Linked DNA regions of Danio rerio: regions 2 and 3 are each linked to region 1. A link is a contact called in public Hi-C data. All regions are on one chromosome and are shown on one strand. Each heading gives the region's core, a stretch centred on a gene start, on an enhancer-like site or on the middle of the called end of the contact. The rest is flanking DNA. Distances are from core to core; before and after follow the strand shown.

Region 1 (2,625 bases), core at 45-2,544:
GTTGTTGTTGGATTCAGGGTAAAGCCATGACGTTGATTCAACAAATAGATCATGATTTTAAAAAACATGTAAATGTTGATGATTTATATGTAAGGATTTCTGTAACTTTATTCAACCATTTATCTTTCAACACTGTTTCAACCTTGAAACAACAGCTGACATTGTATTTCAACGTTGAAGCCTGGTCATATGCAGGCTGGTTTTTAACAGTTCAACGTTAAACATTGTTTCAACGTTAAAAATATATCTGACCAGCAGCAGAAGACCACACCGGGTGTTACTCCTGTTAGTTAGGAACAGGAAACTGAGGCTACAATACACAGACTCACCAAAATTGTGCAATAGAAAATTGGAAAAACATTGCCTGGTCGGATGAGTCTCGATTTCTGCTGCGACATTCAGATGGTCGGGTCAGAATTTGCCTAAATGGTTCAGTCTGTTGGTGGTGGTGTAATGGTGTGAGCGATATTTCCTTGGCACACTTTGATATTAGTACCAACTGAGCATTGTGGCATTGTGTCAATGCCACAGCTTACCCGAGTATTGGTGCTGACCATGTCCATCCCTTTATGACCACAGTGTACCAATCTTCCAGCAGGATAACGCGCCATGTCATAAAGCATAAATAATCTCAGACTGGTTACTTGAACATGACAATGAGTTCACTGTACTCAAATGGCCTCCACAGCCACCAGATCACAATCCAATAAAGCTCCTTGGAATACGGTGGAACGGGGTTTCACATCATGGATTTGCAACCGACAAATCTGCAGCAATAGCATGATGCCATCATGTCAATATGGAGCAAAATCTCTATAAGGAATATTTCCAGTACCTTGTTGAAGGATTAAGGCAGCTGTGAAGGCAAAAGGGGTCCAACCTGGTACTAGTAAGGTGTACCTAATAAAATGGCCGGTGAGTGTATACTTTAAGGAAAAGTAGTTTTGTAGTTTAGTTGACTCTAAAAAACAGATGCAACCAGTTAACATACAGCACCTGCCATAATTACCGCAGCCCTGAAGCAATTCTAGTCAAAACTGAAAAATACAAGTTAAGAATAACATTACTTCATTTTTGCATAGACAAAGATGAAAATAAAGCGGTAATTCAAATATCTTCAGTAAAATCTAAAACAAATATCGCAAAGTGCTGTTAGCACAAACAAGATCTGCAACATTTCACTGAAAATAGTGTTGACATTTAAAAACTGAACAGGAATTTCATCGACCGTTTACCTCAGCACGTCGAGATTCTTTCGAGGAACAGAGGTCGGGTGTGTTCCAGAATGCAGGTATGCTAAGTACAAACCTGTAAAAGTTTATGAACTTTAATATCTCAATGACTGCGCAGACACCATTTGAGCTGCATTATCCGCACTAAGTGTGTAGCACATGGCTAAATGAGAGTATTATGGCACACTTTGTTTTCATGGCGACTCGTGGAATCAGTGTTCTGTTTAGAATGCGAGTTCTACACGGAGTTGACAGAACTTACACCCAGACGCGGTTTGGAATCCAGCATACCTGTTCTTCCAGTAAGCAGCCTTTGATTTCTGAAATAGCCCCTGGTCTTCACGTTTCAGAGTGTGTGCTTCACAGTGCAGGTATTTGTTTTCGTTCCTTCATTGAATGTGTGTACTTTGCAGCAGCACTTGAACTCTCTTGAGTATATCACTGGGCTCTCAGTTGACACCCGCCTTTATTTAGACAATGCCACATTGTTATAATTATATTAAAGTAGGCCTACACATGAAATCAAAACTAACCATATTAAATAAGACGGCTCACATTGTTAGTTTTGTGAACAATTCATCTGTGGATGCCATTAAGAAATGTTAAAATGTAATCTAAAATTGCATTTTCTGTTTGTTTTCAGCTAAATTCACAGATTACGCCTGATCGTGGTTAACATATTAACCACGTCCCTACCGCTAACAGTTTAGACAGCAGTAAGGGTCTGTTTACACTGCCAGTTAAATGTGACCCAATTCCGATTTTTCCAATTCCTCATATGGGACACAAATTGGATCTGTTCTATGACCGTGTAAACACTAAAAAACCGCATGCATTCGGGTATTCAGAGATCAGTTTCAGGCCTCCTTTATATGTGAAAATAAATCAGATATAAATTGAATATATGACAATGTGACTATCATGTAAACAGACAGATCGGATTGAGGCATGCTATTTTGTACATCATTAAACTTGCGACAATCCTCAGGGCTTAATTTGTGCCAGAACATGCCGGATCCGGCACCTCTGAAATCTGATCCGGCACCTTATTTTACCGGTTCCCCTCCTTCACTGCTCTCTTTCCCCGTCCACTGTTCACTTTGAATTTCTTCCGCGACTCCCTAACCCTCTTCACTTTTGTCCGCGACACTCCCGCCTCGCTCATCTTCACTCACCTCACTCACCCTCCGCCAGGCTCGCTTCTGCTGGGTGTCATCAATCTGGCAACCTGCACTTGTGTGTGCTTTTAACGAGGCATGCAATACCTAGTTTAACCACTGGGTGTCAAACTTACATACTGAATCTTGAAATAAAACATATTAAACCTTTAAAGCCCTTTAACGTTGTACTCAGCGACTCACTGAAGAAAACACTCGACACACGCAAACCCAAT
Region 2 (2,625 bases), core at 81-2,580, 200 kb after region 1:
ATCCCATGCACGCTGCGCTATCCCATAATGCCCCATGAGAGAATTCATGAATGGAAGTGAGGCGACGCAACTGACGCAGGTAGGTCACGTGACCATGACAAAATGGCGGATGTAGTATGTCCGAATTCCATTCATACTTTTCACATTCATACTGTATAGAACGTACTTTTCTAACAGCCAAGTAGTACGTTTAAATTCAAATGCAGTACCTACTGAGTAGTAGGCGGTTTCGGACGCAGCTAATGAGTGCCAGTTTCCAGCATTCTTCAAAATATCTTCCTTTGAGTTCAACAGAAGAAACTCAAATAGGTTTTAAACAAGTAAACAATGACGAAATTTAATTTTTTGGTGAACTACCCATTTAAAATTGATCATTTAAAGCAGTGTTTCCCAACCCTGTTCCTGGAGGCACACCAATAGTACATAGTTTGGACGTCTGCCTTATCTGACCCATTCATTTCAGGTTTCAGTCTCTTCTAATGTTCTGCTGAGTTGATTCAGGTGTTTGATTAGGGAGAGGTTGAAAATGTGTACTGTTGATGTGCCTTAAGGAACAGAGCTTGGAAACATTGATTGAAATGCCTACAATTCTCCCTGAAATAACTAAATTGCATGCTATTTGTATTTTTATTATAAATGTGTTCACATGTGCGCTATTTTACAAATCTTTCGAAACCATTTTCATATTTGCCATCATAATTATTGAAATCCCCCATATGATTAATCAATATGCAACCACATTGAAACATCCTACAAAAATCAATCACACTGAAATCTGATCACTATATACACATTAATCAACCACATTGCATCTTTTTTTTTTTGCAACCTTATCAAAGCTTCAATGCTTGAAATACTGTTTGTGACTAACTACCACACTGGGTCAAAACTGGTGTGAGACAGCATTGAACAGCGCTAATTCTGTAGCATTGATTTAGTGAATACTAGTTTCTACTGCTGTTATCCATTTTAATGTTCCTATGTTTATATATTTAGATATTTACATCCATTTAATATTACACACACACAAATCTGTGTCATTGTTGACCAAATTGTGTGTTTCCTTTCTATTTTATTTGTGTATCTCTTTGCATAATAATAATACATGAGGTTGGAATGACTGAATAAATGACAAACCTACTGAATGAACCCTGTATGGTGTATGCGATTGTGTGATTAAGAAGCGTCGATGATTGGGAAGAGTGTGAAGGAAGACTGCTGAGAATAGCGCTAGTCAATGCTAAGTGAGTTTGAAAGCTGGAGGGAAGGGAGGAGCTGTGGTGAGTCACTTGTTGAGGCATGTTCACCTGATATTTCCTGCACTGGTGGGTGGAGAAGGCTAAAGTGCTGCTAACTGAATTCCTACCTCAGGCTGCACTGAAACATCAGCTACGACGGCACTCTGGGGTTGTCCTGAATTCTGGCTGCTGTGCTTTTGGCTGTTTTTGACTGTCATTCCTCTACTAGCTCTCCTCCTGCTAAACAACGATAAGATTTGTTCCAAAAATTAAAGTCATTCATCAGGAAAGAGCTGATTATCTGTATAAATGCACCTATAAAATCTACAGAATAGAAATGAAATATAAAAGAGCAACAATGCTCTCAAACTCCATTTTAATATAAGACAAGCCACATTTTAAATCGTTGGTTTAGCCAGGTTTGGTTTAAGTTTTTAATCAATCACAATAGACGCGAGAGCTTCGTTCATCTTCAGAACACAAATGAAGATATTTTAGATGAAATCCTGGAGCTCTCTCGTCCGCCATAGACAGCAATGGTGTTGAGATGTTCAGTCTAGAAAAGGAAGCAACAACTTTGCTGAAAAATTCAATGGTTCAACTGTAATCATATGACGCTACGAGAACTCTTTTGTGTGACTAAAACAATATAAAATAACTTTGTTCATCTATCTTCTCATCCATGTCATGTCAGTCCAACGCAATCTCACGACAATTCGTAACTTTTTGATTTAGTGGCTAATTCGTACAGTATATATTCGTACAATCTAATTCGTATAATTTACTATGATTTGTTCATCACCCAATGATGGTTAGGGTTAAGGCTGGGGTTGGGTGCTACACCTCTTTTTTTAAAATAGTACATTTTCGTACAACTGAACTCGAAACGTACGAATTAGCCCCTAAACTGACAAAACGTAAAATATGTTTTCTCGTGAGATCAGGTTGGTCAGACTATTTACTATGACACCTGTTTCACAGTGCAAGCACGAGCAGATCTATCTATCTATCTATCTATCTATCTATCTATCTATCTATCTATCTATCACTTTTTTTTTTACTTTTCATCTGCACCAAGGCTTGTGCTGCAACTCCCCCTATGCTGTTTACTTAACCTACAAGTCTTTATTTTACAAATTATATAGATCCTACTGAACTGTATGCTTCTCAAACTCTATGAGGAGTGTCATTCATGTCGTTTAACTTGCACATGTACAGAAGACAATCAGCTGTGATATCATATAATTTTGTTTTTGATTGTCAGCTTGATGTTAAACTAGTTATAATAAGATTTATACAATAGGCCTATAGTTAAAATGATATTTATACTTGGTCAAACTGGTGTGCAACTTAAGCAAAACTAAAAGTGTTTTAAATTAGGTTTTGT
Region 3 (2,625 bases), core at 46-2,545, 170 kb after region 1:
AAGACGTGATCTGAGAGATTCGCCGATGAGTCGCCGATGCCTGCGAGATATTTGGCATGCTAAATATCTGGAGATGTCGGCGATTCAAATCATGCCGTGTAAATTGAGTTTTGACTGAAAATAACATCAGCGATCGCCTACAGCCAATGAGAGAGCAGCATTCACTTGTGTGTGCGTGTGTGTATACCTGCTACAGGCCAGTGGGAGGCTGGGGGAGAGGTTTATTTGGACCCACAAAATAAAGGAAAAACTAGTGGAGGTGTGACAGGACTCAGGAGCAACCGTGTCTGTTTGACGTTTCATACAGAAAGAAATTTGTTTATTATCAATGTTGAGGAGAAATGGCTGATTCCCTTTAAACCCAGGTGAGCAAATATGTACATGTTCTACCCCATTAAAGGCTTCTTTCTCATTATGTAGTTAATAACAAAAGATATACTACGTGTTTTTGGCAGTGAGACGTAGTTTGGACGAAGTTGTCGGCTATTCTTTCTATAATAAAGTCATACAATGTGAAAGTCCCTGTCGCCGATCCATCTTGCAGTGTAAACAAAGCTATCTAGCCCAGATAGTCATGCAGTGTGAAAACACCTGTGACACGACTACTTTGAAAATCATGCAGTCTGAACTCGGCATTAGTAAATAGCTCCAGTCATAGTTAGTCCAGTGTGAGCGGTTATTAGTCTTGGTGTACAAACTAGCACACAGTTGGCATAACTTTAGTTGCTGCAGTTTTGTTCCATGCAGAAACGCGGTGTTGAGAAGCCCTTACGATTACTATTATTATTACGATTATTAAATTATGGTATTATTTAACCAAGATGAATTAAATCGCGGTTACTAGTGAAACCGGTTATTCGTTGCTACTCACGATGACATATATTGACGTGTGCAGATGTTTTAGTGCTGTCCCATTTCATAGGGATAAATTTGAAGCCCTTCTTCTTCACACTCTGTTTCAAGGGCCAAGGAGAAAGGGGTAAAAAAAAAGGTTAAAAAATAGATTTGGGATTGGGCCTAAGAGTGAAAAGCTTGCAGTCGATTGCGGACGAATCCATATTTTGAAACTGGAAACCTGACACCAGACCTCCTGCTTCCTAGAATGGAAAGTGCAGTGTTGCAACATGAATGGAGAAGGTTAAGTTTAGTCTCCCAGGAGGACTAGGCATACACAGCAAGATGCGCAAACACACACACCTACGCTCTATTAACACGCGCAGACGGTCGGAGCGCTAACTGTATGCAAGCGTGTCCCACGGGGCATGTTACACTGACACTGGAGTACACGCCAGTGAACAAGACAGCTGGGAAATGGCGCCAAAAAGGATGCGTGGTGTGTTTTCTCTGTCCTTTCACTCTCTTTTGTGCATGTGCAAATACAAACACACAAAGACAAGACCGCAGCAGCCTCTCACGTGACATCTGCGTCACAACAATGCTGTATTATAGGTCAACAGATCAATACATCTGAACTTTACATTCAGCGAGTGTGGTTGTTCAACTAGCTGACGCGCATGGTAGAAAAAAAGATGCAGACAGAAAAAAAAAACAGACAAAAGGGCTCCAAACACATGCACAGGAAAAGTTGCTTGAGGTGCCGAATAGCAGGGGGGACACCTGTCACAAAAGCTGTGAGCTCTGCGGCCGAGGGTCTCATTTCCCTCCTCCTCCACTCCACTGGAAGGATTAAATATCCAGACCGTTTGTGCGGGACCAACAGATGTCTGCTTCAAATCTGACACAGCCTGGCCTGCAATCTCAGTGCACTAAGCCAACAAAAACCCCATGACCTCACACTCCAGAGCTTTCTTTCCCAATTACCGCACTCTGAAATGAGCCCCGTCATATGTCTTTCTGCTCTTGAACAAGGCTCAGGTGTTTCCTCTACAAAAAACAGTGCAAATAAACACCATAAAAATAGGAGGTCTCAGGAGGCTTTTACACGACAGTGTTTACAAACTAAAAACAAACCAAACAGGACACATGTGTGAATCGACAGCCTTTTCGAAGATTAGATGCTTTTCAGAGTAAATGTTTTTAAAAACCAAGATTGTGTACAAATGTTGTGACTCAAATTGAAGGGATGCACCGTGGGGCTGCTCGATTTTGGTAAAAATCATAATCACGATTATTTTGGTCATAACTGTAATCACGATTATTCCAAACGATTATTAGTTGAAGTCAAAATTATTAGTACTCCTGAGAATTTTTAAAAAATAAATATTTCCCAAATTATGTTTAACAGAGCAACGAATTTTAACAGTATTTCCTCTAATATTTTTTTTTTTCTGGAGAAAGCCTTATTTGTTTTCTTTTGGCTAGAGTAAAAGCAGATTTAAATATTTTGAAACCTCTTTTAAGGTCAATATTATTAGCCCCTTTAGACAATATATATTTTTGATTGTGTGCAGAAGAAACTACTGTTATACAATGACTTGCCTAATTACCCTAATTAAGCCTTTGAATCACACTTTGAATTTGAATGTTTGTATTTAAAAAAATATCTACTAAAATATAATGTACTGTCATCATAGCAAAGATCAAATTAATCGGTTATTAGAAATGAGTGATTAAAACTATTATATTTAGAAATGTGTTGAAAAAAAAAACTTCTTTCCATTAAAC

The links. Hi-C and Micro-C count contacts between places; a contact is called where the count stands out from the background.
Region 2: a contact with region 1 is called in a Hi-C map of embryo, with 1.9 times the contacts expected there. The contact joins two enhancer-like sites. A contact is called at or near these places in 2 of 18 Hi-C or Micro-C datasets (caudal fin and embryo) and 1 of 4 datasets of contacts at active chromatin or transcription factors (embryo).
Region 3: a contact with region 1 is called in a Hi-C map of an unstated tissue, with 2.6 times the contacts expected there. The contact joins two enhancer-like sites. A contact is called at or near these places in 1 of 18 Hi-C or Micro-C datasets (an unstated tissue) and 1 of 4 datasets of contacts at active chromatin or transcription factors (embryo).

Annotation. Positions count from the first base shown.
Region 1 is chr15:4,546,072-4,548,696 of GRCz12tu, forward strand. No RefSeq gene overlaps it. Among named protein-coding and RNA genes, the nearest start is that of si:dkey-35i13.1, 15 kb to the right of the region's middle. Within about 2 kb of position 1,295, at least 7 of the 62 cell types and tissues checked have an H3K27ac peak or open chromatin away from gene starts, as enhancers often do. A contact at or near this core is called in caudal fin, where this site is marked.
Region 2 is chr15:4,741,946-4,744,570 of GRCz12tu, forward strand. The region is part of intron 1 of si:dkey-35i13.1 (a long non-coding RNA gene); the gene reads left to right. All of the region lies in intron 3 of LOC103908797 (a long non-coding RNA gene), which reads left to right. Among named protein-coding and RNA genes, the nearest start is that of rffl, 35 kb to the right of the region's middle. Within about 2 kb of position 1,331, at least 17 of the 62 cell types and tissues checked have an H3K27ac peak or open chromatin away from gene starts, as enhancers often do. A contact at or near this core is called in caudal fin, where this site is marked.
Region 3 is chr15:4,716,781-4,719,405 of GRCz12tu, forward strand. The region is part of intron 1 of si:dkey-35i13.1 (a long non-coding RNA gene); the gene reads left to right. Among named protein-coding and RNA genes, the nearest start is that of tfdp2, 29 kb to the left of the region's middle. Within about 2 kb of position 1,296, at least 27 of the 62 cell types and tissues checked have an H3K27ac peak or open chromatin away from gene starts, as enhancers often do.